3 separate regions of the Sus scrofa genome follow, and all the other regions are linked to region 1. The links are chromatin contacts, called in public Hi-C maps. All regions are on one chromosome and are shown on one strand. The core of a region is the stretch at or near the end of the contact, and the rest is flanking DNA. Distances in the headings are between cores, read along the strand shown. Region 1 holds the start of PLEKHG2 (pleckstrin homology domain-containing family G member 2). Region 2 holds the start of MRPS12 (a long non-coding RNA gene). Region 3 holds the start of NFKBIB (NF-kappa-B inhibitor beta).

Region 1 (2,700 bases), core at 32-2,531:
GTGTCTGGGGCCAGGGGCTCAAGGATCCTGGGAACGTTAGGGCTCCGGCTTCAGCCGAGGGCGAGGGGCAGGGCTGGGAAAAAGCCGTGGGCGGGAGGCCGCGGGGTCCCAGGGGAGGGCGGAGCAGGCTGGGGAACCGGATGCCAGGGTCCTGCAGACGGCTCCCTCCCCCGCCGAGGGCTGCGAGTTGGGGCGGGCTGCGAGTTGGGGCGGTTGGCCCCGAGTCCTCGACCCCCTCTGGCCGGTCCCTGCGCGATCCGCTCACTGTCTCCACCGCCGCAGCTCCCCCGCAGCGCCTCCCTACACCCCTCTAGCCCCCAACTCCCGCTGGCGCCTCCGCTCGCCCCCCGCCGGCACGCCCCCTCATTGTTCAGCGGCAGCGGCGCCGCCCCCTCCCCCAGCCCGTCGGGGCCCCTCGCCTTCCCCCTCACCTCCCGGGGAGTCTCCAGCCCCAGAGCAAGGCAGCCCGGTTGCTATTCGACCCTCGCACGGTCTCCGAGGAGGAGCAGAACCGGGGCTCCCGCGTCTCAGCAAGTCCGAGGTGTGAACTTCGTGCTCTCAGGTTCCGAGAACAAACTCCGGGATCTCTCCGAAAATGGGGTGTAGTGGTCCGAATTTCTTTGGTCCTCTAAGCAGAAGATGCTGGGAGCCTCGACTCTTGAATCTCAAATTGTAGTGCTGGGAACCCAAATTCCTGAGCCTTCTAGATGGGTTCGTGGGTTGGGGGGGAGTCCGTATTCCTGAGTTCCCCTAACTCTAAGAGCAGGAATTAAACCATCTCTAGGCAGGAGTGCAGGGAACCCCAAATTCCAGGGTCCCTTTCCCTTGAAGTAGTGGGCGCTTCAGCTCTAAACAGGCTGGGTAGGACACTAGGAGTCCGTATCCCAAGTTCCTCCAACCCGGGGAGTCTTGGACTTAGCTTTCTGGGAAACTCTAGAGGGAAACTCCGGTCTGGGATCCTAAGTTCTTCGAAACTGAGTGCAGGAAGCTGGGCCTACAGGGTCGCGCGGGGCTGAAGGGGACTCCTGGCTTCTCCAGGAGGGGGCGCTGGGCACCTGGATGTCTGGGGTCCTCAAGCTTGGACGCTGGGTGGGGCCTGGGCTTCGGGGGTCTCTCGGGATGCGGTGCAGAGTTTCGGGCTGTTGGAGTCTGCGACTCTGGACCCCTCAGGCTCCAGGATGGGTGGCACGGGTCTCGGACGGTGGCGGCGCCACATCTAGGGCTGGATAGTCCGGTCTCAGCTGTGGGGCAGGGGGCGGTCGCCCGAGGCCTCCCCTCCCCCCAGCCGCCCGGGCTCATATCCTGTTCCCGCCCGCAGGGGGAGGGGCCGCCTTCCGGCTGGCCAGCCAGCTAAGGGTTAAGACCCTTCCTCCCCAGGCTCTGAATATTCATAAGAAGGCGAGTCCCAGGCAGGCTACACCCCCACATTCCAAACGCCTTTCAGACTTTTCCCTTTTACAGCAAGAGCCTTTGAGGCGTGAGAATCCGGAACTGGTAACGCGCTTTCTCCTATTGGCCAACCCAAAGGTTCCTATTTGTATATGCAAAGATGAGGCGGAGCTAGCCAGTGAGGTCACGTGGTCAAGAACGACTGAAGGACCCCGGGACGCGAGGGTGCGGCCGAAGCTCCAGTGGCGCAATCGGTTAGCGCGCGGTACTTATATAGCAGTGCAAGCGGAGCAATGCCGAGGTTGTGAGTTCGATCCTCACCTGGAGCAACTTTTCTTCATATCAGTATTTTAGAGATTTATATGTCTTATTGATCGAGCCGAACACCTACATCACTTAGAGGAATGAACGTTTCGATCTTTGCAATTTTCAAACTGGAAAGACTCCTGGGACTCTGACGATGGTCGCTAAGGGAGTGTTTTGTATTGTGGGAGGTGCCGTTCTCTTCATCGTCACCAGGGGGTGGCATCGCCTCTTAGATGCCTGGGTCTGCAAATCTCAGTTCAAGACTTCTGCACATGCCAGACTTTTGTGTCCTCTGCAAACTCTGTATGTGACACTCTCTCCTCCATCTGTCTCTGTCTTGAATTTCTTCCCTCCAGTTTTGTCGAGATATAATCGCCGCATATCATTGTATTAGTCCAAGGTGTACAAAATAACAACCTGAGATAGTGTATAAAGTATGAAATAATTACCAGAACCGTTAACATCAATTACCTCACATAGGTACTATTTTGTATATGTGTATCTTGGAGTTTTCTCTGTCCCTCCTCATTTCGAATCGATTTATTATTTTTACTTTAACAAATTCTGAAATTTGTGACCCTTGTATGTCTGGTCTCTGTTTAGAGTTTAGGTGTGAGTGATAAGAGCAGTGAACAAGACAAAGTCAAAGTCTCTGCCCCAGTATTTGACTTTCTAGTGGGGGAGGCAGATTGCTATAAAGATCTAAGTCCATTTTATATGTTAAGTGGTTATAAACAACAAACGTAATGGAAAAAGTAGAGCAACATAGGAAGGATGCGGGTTGCAACAATAGCAGTCAGGGACCATCTCACTAAGGACACATTTGGGCAGAGACCTGAAGGAGGGGAGTGAGCTATTGGGACACCTGGGGAGTAGTCCAGGCAGAGGAACAGCCTGTGCAAAGGCCCAGTGGCTGAAGCGTGTCAGACGTATCGGTAGAAGCTAGCAAAAGGGACCAAAGATGAGAGCCAGACTGGGTAAGCCGGTGAGGACTTAGGACGTTGG
Region 2 (2,700 bases), core at 130-2,629, 340 kb after region 1:
CAAAGGGGATTCCTAGAAGTCTCTCCTTAGTGATGTGCCACCGCCGCCGAGCACGACTGTTCACCTCAGGGCCTCAGTGTGCTCATCTGTAGGGTAGGCACCATCATTAGAGCTCCTCCTGCCTCCTAAGCACTGTGTGATCCGCACGTCAACCTAGCCCAGATTCCCCAAGCAGGGCAGAGATCTGTCTTGTTCAGCCCTGTGATCCCTAGTCAATGTCAAAAAAGAGCTTAACAGGGAGTTCCTGTTGTGGCCCAGTGGAAACGAACCCAATTAGTATCCATGAGGATGCAGGTTCGATCCCTGGCCTCACTCAGTGGGTTAAGGATCTTGCGTTGCAGTGAGCTGTGGTGTAGGTCGCAGATGTGGCTCAGATCCCATGTTGCTGTGGCTGTGGTGTAGGCTGGCAGCTACAGCTCGATTCAACCCCTAGCCTGGAAAATTCCATATTTGGGCATAAAAAAAAAAAAAAAAAAAAGGAAAGAAAGAAGGAGCTTAACAAAGGTTTGAAGAGTGAATACGCAGGTGGAATATCTCACAAAGAGCATGACCTGTGAGAAACATTTGGTATTTGTGGAAGAAACAGGTTCATAATAAAGCTTCCCTCTCAGTGCCCGGCATGTACTAGGCTCTTGGAAAATACCAGTTGAATGAACAACTTCAACACTTTGCTTGGACGTCTCACCCAAGGGAAATATTTAATATTATTTGCTGAAAAAAATAACCGACCCAAACTCCTGACACCCCCCTGACCCATAGTAGCCCTCAATGCAACTACTTCCCACCCCCTTCCCTTGCAACACCAGCTCCGCCAAAAGCCATCGTGTATCCTCCCTGATTTAAAACCTTGATTCCCTCGGCAGAGGATGCAAGTCCCAGGGGGGATAACCCTCACCTAGCCTCGGCTCTGCAGCCCTAGTCCCCTACTTACCACAGTTTAGGGACGTGCCGAGGCCACGGAGAAGGCCGGACCAGGACATCCCGCCGCCTGAAGGGTCCCTGTTTTAGGGGATGAGAGATTCAGATAGAGAAGGAGGGGAAAGTGTCCGTGATCGGGGAAGGGCCAAATCTCCCCATCCCGCTCTCGGACTCTTCCGTTTAAATCTAAGGGATTTCCTCCGACTGTATAACCACAACTCCTAAAGCCGCTAACAGAGAAAGTCCCTCCGTAAATTTAGTCTTGCTCTGAATAGCCTCTCGGGGATTCAACCGCCCCTGCTCACATACAAGAGGAAAAGGGAAACTGAGGGGAGACCCGGGGAGGTTTCGAGGACCCGAGAATCCCGTCTACCTTTCCGACACTAGCCCGGTCCGCCGACACGCCAAATCTGACCTCTAACTGAATGGAATTATCCCGGCAGGGATTGGCTGGCTCTGCCCTTCCCGGTACACTGAAGGGGCGGGGAACAGATGACGATTGGGCAACGATAATGTCAATCTCGGCCAACTGTTCTCCCAGAACAGTGTTTTTTGAGGCATGGGAGGGGCTCACTCCTTCCAAAGTTTGATTGGCTAGTCCCGGAGAAGAGCTGCTTTACAATTGGTCTAAACGCGTAGTGGGCGGGATGAAGAGTGCGCGACTTTTTGTCCCCCTTCCAAGATGGCTGCGTCCATGGTGCGGCGTTTGTGGCCTCTGGTGGCTAGTCGGGGCCTGCGGCTCCGGGGAGGCTATGCCTGCAACCAGAGCCCAAGGAGAAGCTTCGCTACGGAGAGGCGAGACAGGAACCTCCTGTACGAGCACGCACGTGAAGGCTACAGCGCGCTCCCTCAGCTGGACATGGAGCCGCTGTGCGCATACCCGGAAGAGGCGGCGCGCACCTTGGATCTCCGCAAGGGGGAGCTGCGATCTGACGACCTGCCGGCGATCGTGAGTGCGCTTGCGCTGGCCGGCATTGCCAGGCCTGGCCGCTTTGCTTATTGGCTGTTCGCTCTAGGGACGAAGTGGGCGTGCCAGATATTCTCCAGGAGGGGGCGGTCTTATCGCAGGATTTTAGTTTCTTCCCAAGTTTAGCAAACGTGTTTGGCACTCACGTACGTGCCAGTTATCCGTGGAGTGCCAAGGCCCTACAGTCTAGATATCCATGATGCTCCTGTTCCATATGGCTTGTTGAGTACCCACTCTGCACTAAGAACTTACTACTGTCTGCCAATGTGCTCCGACGTCGAACCAGGCTTACCCTAAGGCCACAGAGGGAAATGCCGGACAAAGATGTGAATCAGAGGTGAGGGGAGCCTCTTGCCTTTGGAGATTGAAAAGTAGAGTTTGCACCTACCCACGAGTATCAGGCAGTTAAATAGTGTTATTTAATCCTTTGAAAGATATTTAGGGAGCGCCTACCTTAAGTTCCAGGTGTTGAGAATAAGACAGCGAATGATAATAATCGCAAAGCTAGCACCTATATAATACTACATGCTGGGGAACTAGAACCGGTGTCACCATATTTCTAGACCCTGTTGGGGCGCTAAGGATGATGGGAACTCGGAATCCTCCCAGCCATCTCTTGGAGCTCCTCCCCAGCCATCCTATTTTAAGTGCTTTATACAGATTAGTCTCATTTAAGTTTCACAACAATCCTGTGAGGTAGGTACAGCTATTTCCCCTACTTTATCAGTGAGGAAGTTAAGGCTCAGAGAAGTTACTTTTTTTGGCTGCCCTGGAGGCATGCACAAGTTCCTAGGGATCGAACCTGGGCCATAGCA
Region 3 (2,700 bases), core at 173-2,672, 370 kb after region 1:
AAAACGAGAAAAAGAAGAAATTAAACCCCAAATAAGAGAAGAAAGTAAATAAGTCAGAACAGAGATCAACAAAATAGAAAGCAAAAAGAGAGAAAAAGAGAAAATAAATGAAACCACAGCTGGTTGTTTGAGAAGATCACTGTTTCCTGAGTGCCTCCTATGGGTCAGGGGCTGCTGGGTCACTGGGGATACAGCGGTAAACACGATACTCAAAAACCCCAGGTACATTCCCTCAATTGGGCCTTTACAACTGTTTTTCCCTCTATGTGCAATGTTCTCCCCAGATAATCTACTTGTCTCACTTCCCTGCTTTATTTTTCTCCAAAGAACTTCTTAACGTCTGACATGCTATTTTTCTTTTTTTTTTTAATTTTTGTCTTCGTTTCTTCCTGCCTTTCTTCTTTCTCTCCCTTTCTTACTTTAGGTCTGTGTATCTTTTTTTCTCTTTCCTTCTCTCTCCTTTTCTTTCCTTTTTCTTCCTCCTACCCTTCCTCCCTCCCTGTCAGTCTATCTGCCCTTCTGTCTATATACCCCCACTAGAATGTATGCTCCACAAGACAAATGTTTTTTGGGCTTTCCTCCCTGCCTTTAGGCCACACCTAAAACAGTTCCTGGAAAGTCGAAGGTGTTGGATTATTTGTTTAATAGATGAATTCCTGCTGTTATGTAGTTTCCATTTTCTCTTTGAATGTAAGCTTTGAAGATCAGAGTTCAGAAGGTGGGATCCTGGAGTCAAAAGCCAAGTATTAATTTCGAAATAAAATCTAAGGCTCATGTAAGTTAGGCGCTGAGGACCAAAGATCATATTTGGAGGATAAAGGTCAGGAGGAGCCTGTCTGAACTACAGTTCTAACAGAGGGCTAAGGACTGGGGTCAGGAAGGTCAAATCGAGTTTTGGATGTGGAATCGATCACTGAATGTGGGTCTGATCAATGAACGCATAACTCTGAGAATCAGTTCAAGAAAGGAAGGCCAGACATTATTGGGTTAGGATCAAAATTAGATAAGAAGTTGGTTTTATCAGAGGCCAGTCTTGGGGTCAGGAAGTCAAGCATCAAAAGACAGATTTAGGATTGAAAGGTTGGGAAGTCAGGATTGGAGATGTGGGACCCTGGGGCCCGATTTGTCAGTCTAAGGTTCACTCACGTGTCGCCATCCTCAGTGACGTAGCCGAAGACGAGGGGCGCCCACGATAGTCCCGGACCCAGCTCCGCGCCTAGGCCTGGTCCTCCGGGGGCCGCTGCGTCCGGACCCAGAGAGCCCAAGCCGCTGTCGCACCATTCATCGGTGTCCGCAGCTTTCCCCAAGCACGCAACCCCAGCCATGGCCCCCGAAGCCTCAGGGGCCCCCAGCGGCAGCCCGCCTGTCGCTGGGCTCTGCCTGGAATTCTCGAGCTTCCGCCCTGCGGGGAATTCCCCAACACGCCCCCCTGACTCATCCAATCAGGGTGGGCTAAGTAGTACACGCCCCGCCCCCATGCCACATGATGACCAATCAGAGCACTCAGGTGGACTACGGCGTTCTACCTTTTCCCACACTTTCCCGGAGTCCTTTACCAGCATGGCTGTGGACGTGGAGCCCTCTGGGACTCGTAGTCCGGCCTTTGCGTGGGGGCGCGCTCCGTACGCGGTGCAGAGCATTATATGCGATCGCGATGGCTGCTGGGAGTTGTAGTTCTCTGCCTTGTCTCGGCCCCCTCCTGTTTCCGGTGCCGTCACGGGACAGAGCAGTCGGTGACAGTCCCGAGGGCCCCCGCCCCGCGCCCATGGCCGAGCCGGATCGTGAGTCGGGGACCCCGGTGGGAGGGCAGGGCTGCACCGGGGCCTAGCTGAGGGTCGTAGGCCCCGGGGCCCGAGGGCAGGCTTGGTGGGGCAGGAGATGGGGGTTGCATGGGGGGGAAAATGGGATTCCGGGGGCAGTTGCCAAGTGATCCATATTGCTAGATTGGTGGCTTTCTGGGTCGCTAGGTTTTAAGGGTCCGTTTGCCACTTCCCCCAAGTTACTAATGATCACATGTTTCTCGCACCTTAGTTGCCAAGGACCCTCGTTGCTAGGGACTTAAGATGCCGCGGTCCTGGTTGCTAAGGGTACCTGGTTGTTAGTAGCAACTGTAGGATGCCAGGGTCCCCTCCTATTGCTTCCTTTTTCTCCGAAACCAACCCCACCCTGCCCGACACACACACACACACACACCACACACACACACACACTCTGCACCTCTTCTCCCAAACCTGCCAACAGGCAGAGTATGTCTTCTCTCCTTTCTATGGCTTCCCACTGCTTGTAAACCTAATGACACACACTCTCACACTACTACACCCTTCCTAACTCCTCCTAAGTCTTCCTCCATGCCGGGCGTGCTTTACTTTCTCTTCCCTCGCCTAAACCTTCCTGTCCCGGCCTCTTTGTCCCTCGCTAACCTCTCCTCCCAGCCGTCTGCACACTGATAAGGTCCGCTTTTCCCCATTGCCGCCCTCCTCCACTTCCATTTTACACCCCCACCCCACCCGGTATGACCAGGTTGGTGAGTTTTCTTGATCCCTCTGCCCCACTAATTTGAAGCCCTTCCTTCCCCCTTAACCACTCCCTTCACCTTAACCACGTCTGCTCCCCCTCCTCCCCCCAGCCTCAGACCCTGTGGAGACCCAGACAGGGAAGGTGCAAGAGGCTCAGGTGAGATGGGGCGGAAGGGTGGCGGGA

The links. Hi-C and Micro-C count contacts between places; a contact is called where the count stands out from the background.
Region 2: a Hi-C map of liver shows a contact between it and region 1, with 4 times the contacts expected there. The contact joins the promoter of MRPS12 here to the promoter of PLEKHG2 in region 1. A contact is called at or near these places in 1 of 5 promoter capture datasets (liver), 1 of 47 Hi-C or Micro-C datasets (liver) and 1 of 2 datasets of contacts at active chromatin or transcription factors (alveolar macrophages).
Region 3: a Hi-C map of liver shows a contact between it and region 1, with 2.1 times the contacts expected there. The contact joins the promoter of NFKBIB here to the promoter of PLEKHG2 in region 1. A contact is called at or near these places in 2 of 47 Hi-C or Micro-C datasets (embryonic fibroblasts and liver) and 1 of 2 datasets of contacts at active chromatin or transcription factors (alveolar macrophages).

Annotation. Positions count from the first base shown.
Region 1 is chr6:48,068,113-48,070,812 of Sscrofa11.1, reverse strand. PLEKHG2 (pleckstrin homology domain-containing family G member 2) reads right to left here and starts at 1,281. Exons shown (of 21, transcript XM_021094371.1): 1 at 432-1,281. TRNAI-UAU (a tRNA gene) reads left to right here and starts at 1,626; the gene lies at 1,626-1,718.
Region 2 is chr6:47,727,197-47,729,896 of Sscrofa11.1, reverse strand. It overlaps MRPS12 (a long non-coding RNA gene), which reads right to left and starts at 1,379. Exons shown (of 3, transcript XR_002344649.1): 1 at 1,292-1,379; 2 at 932-999. SARS2 (serine--tRNA ligase, mitochondrial) reads left to right here and starts at 1,503. Exons shown (of 17, transcript XM_021094351.1): 1 at 1,503-1,867. The coding sequence starts at 1,601.
Region 3 is chr6:47,702,366-47,705,065 of Sscrofa11.1, reverse strand. NFKBIB (NF-kappa-B inhibitor beta) reads right to left here and starts at 1,422. Exons shown (of 6, transcript XM_003355897.5): 1 at 1,147-1,422. The coding sequence starts at 1,325. It overlaps SIRT2 (sirtuin 2), which reads left to right and starts at 1,724. Exons shown (of 17, transcript NM_001114271.1): 1 at 1,724-1,781; 2 at 2,627-2,673. The coding sequence starts at 1,766.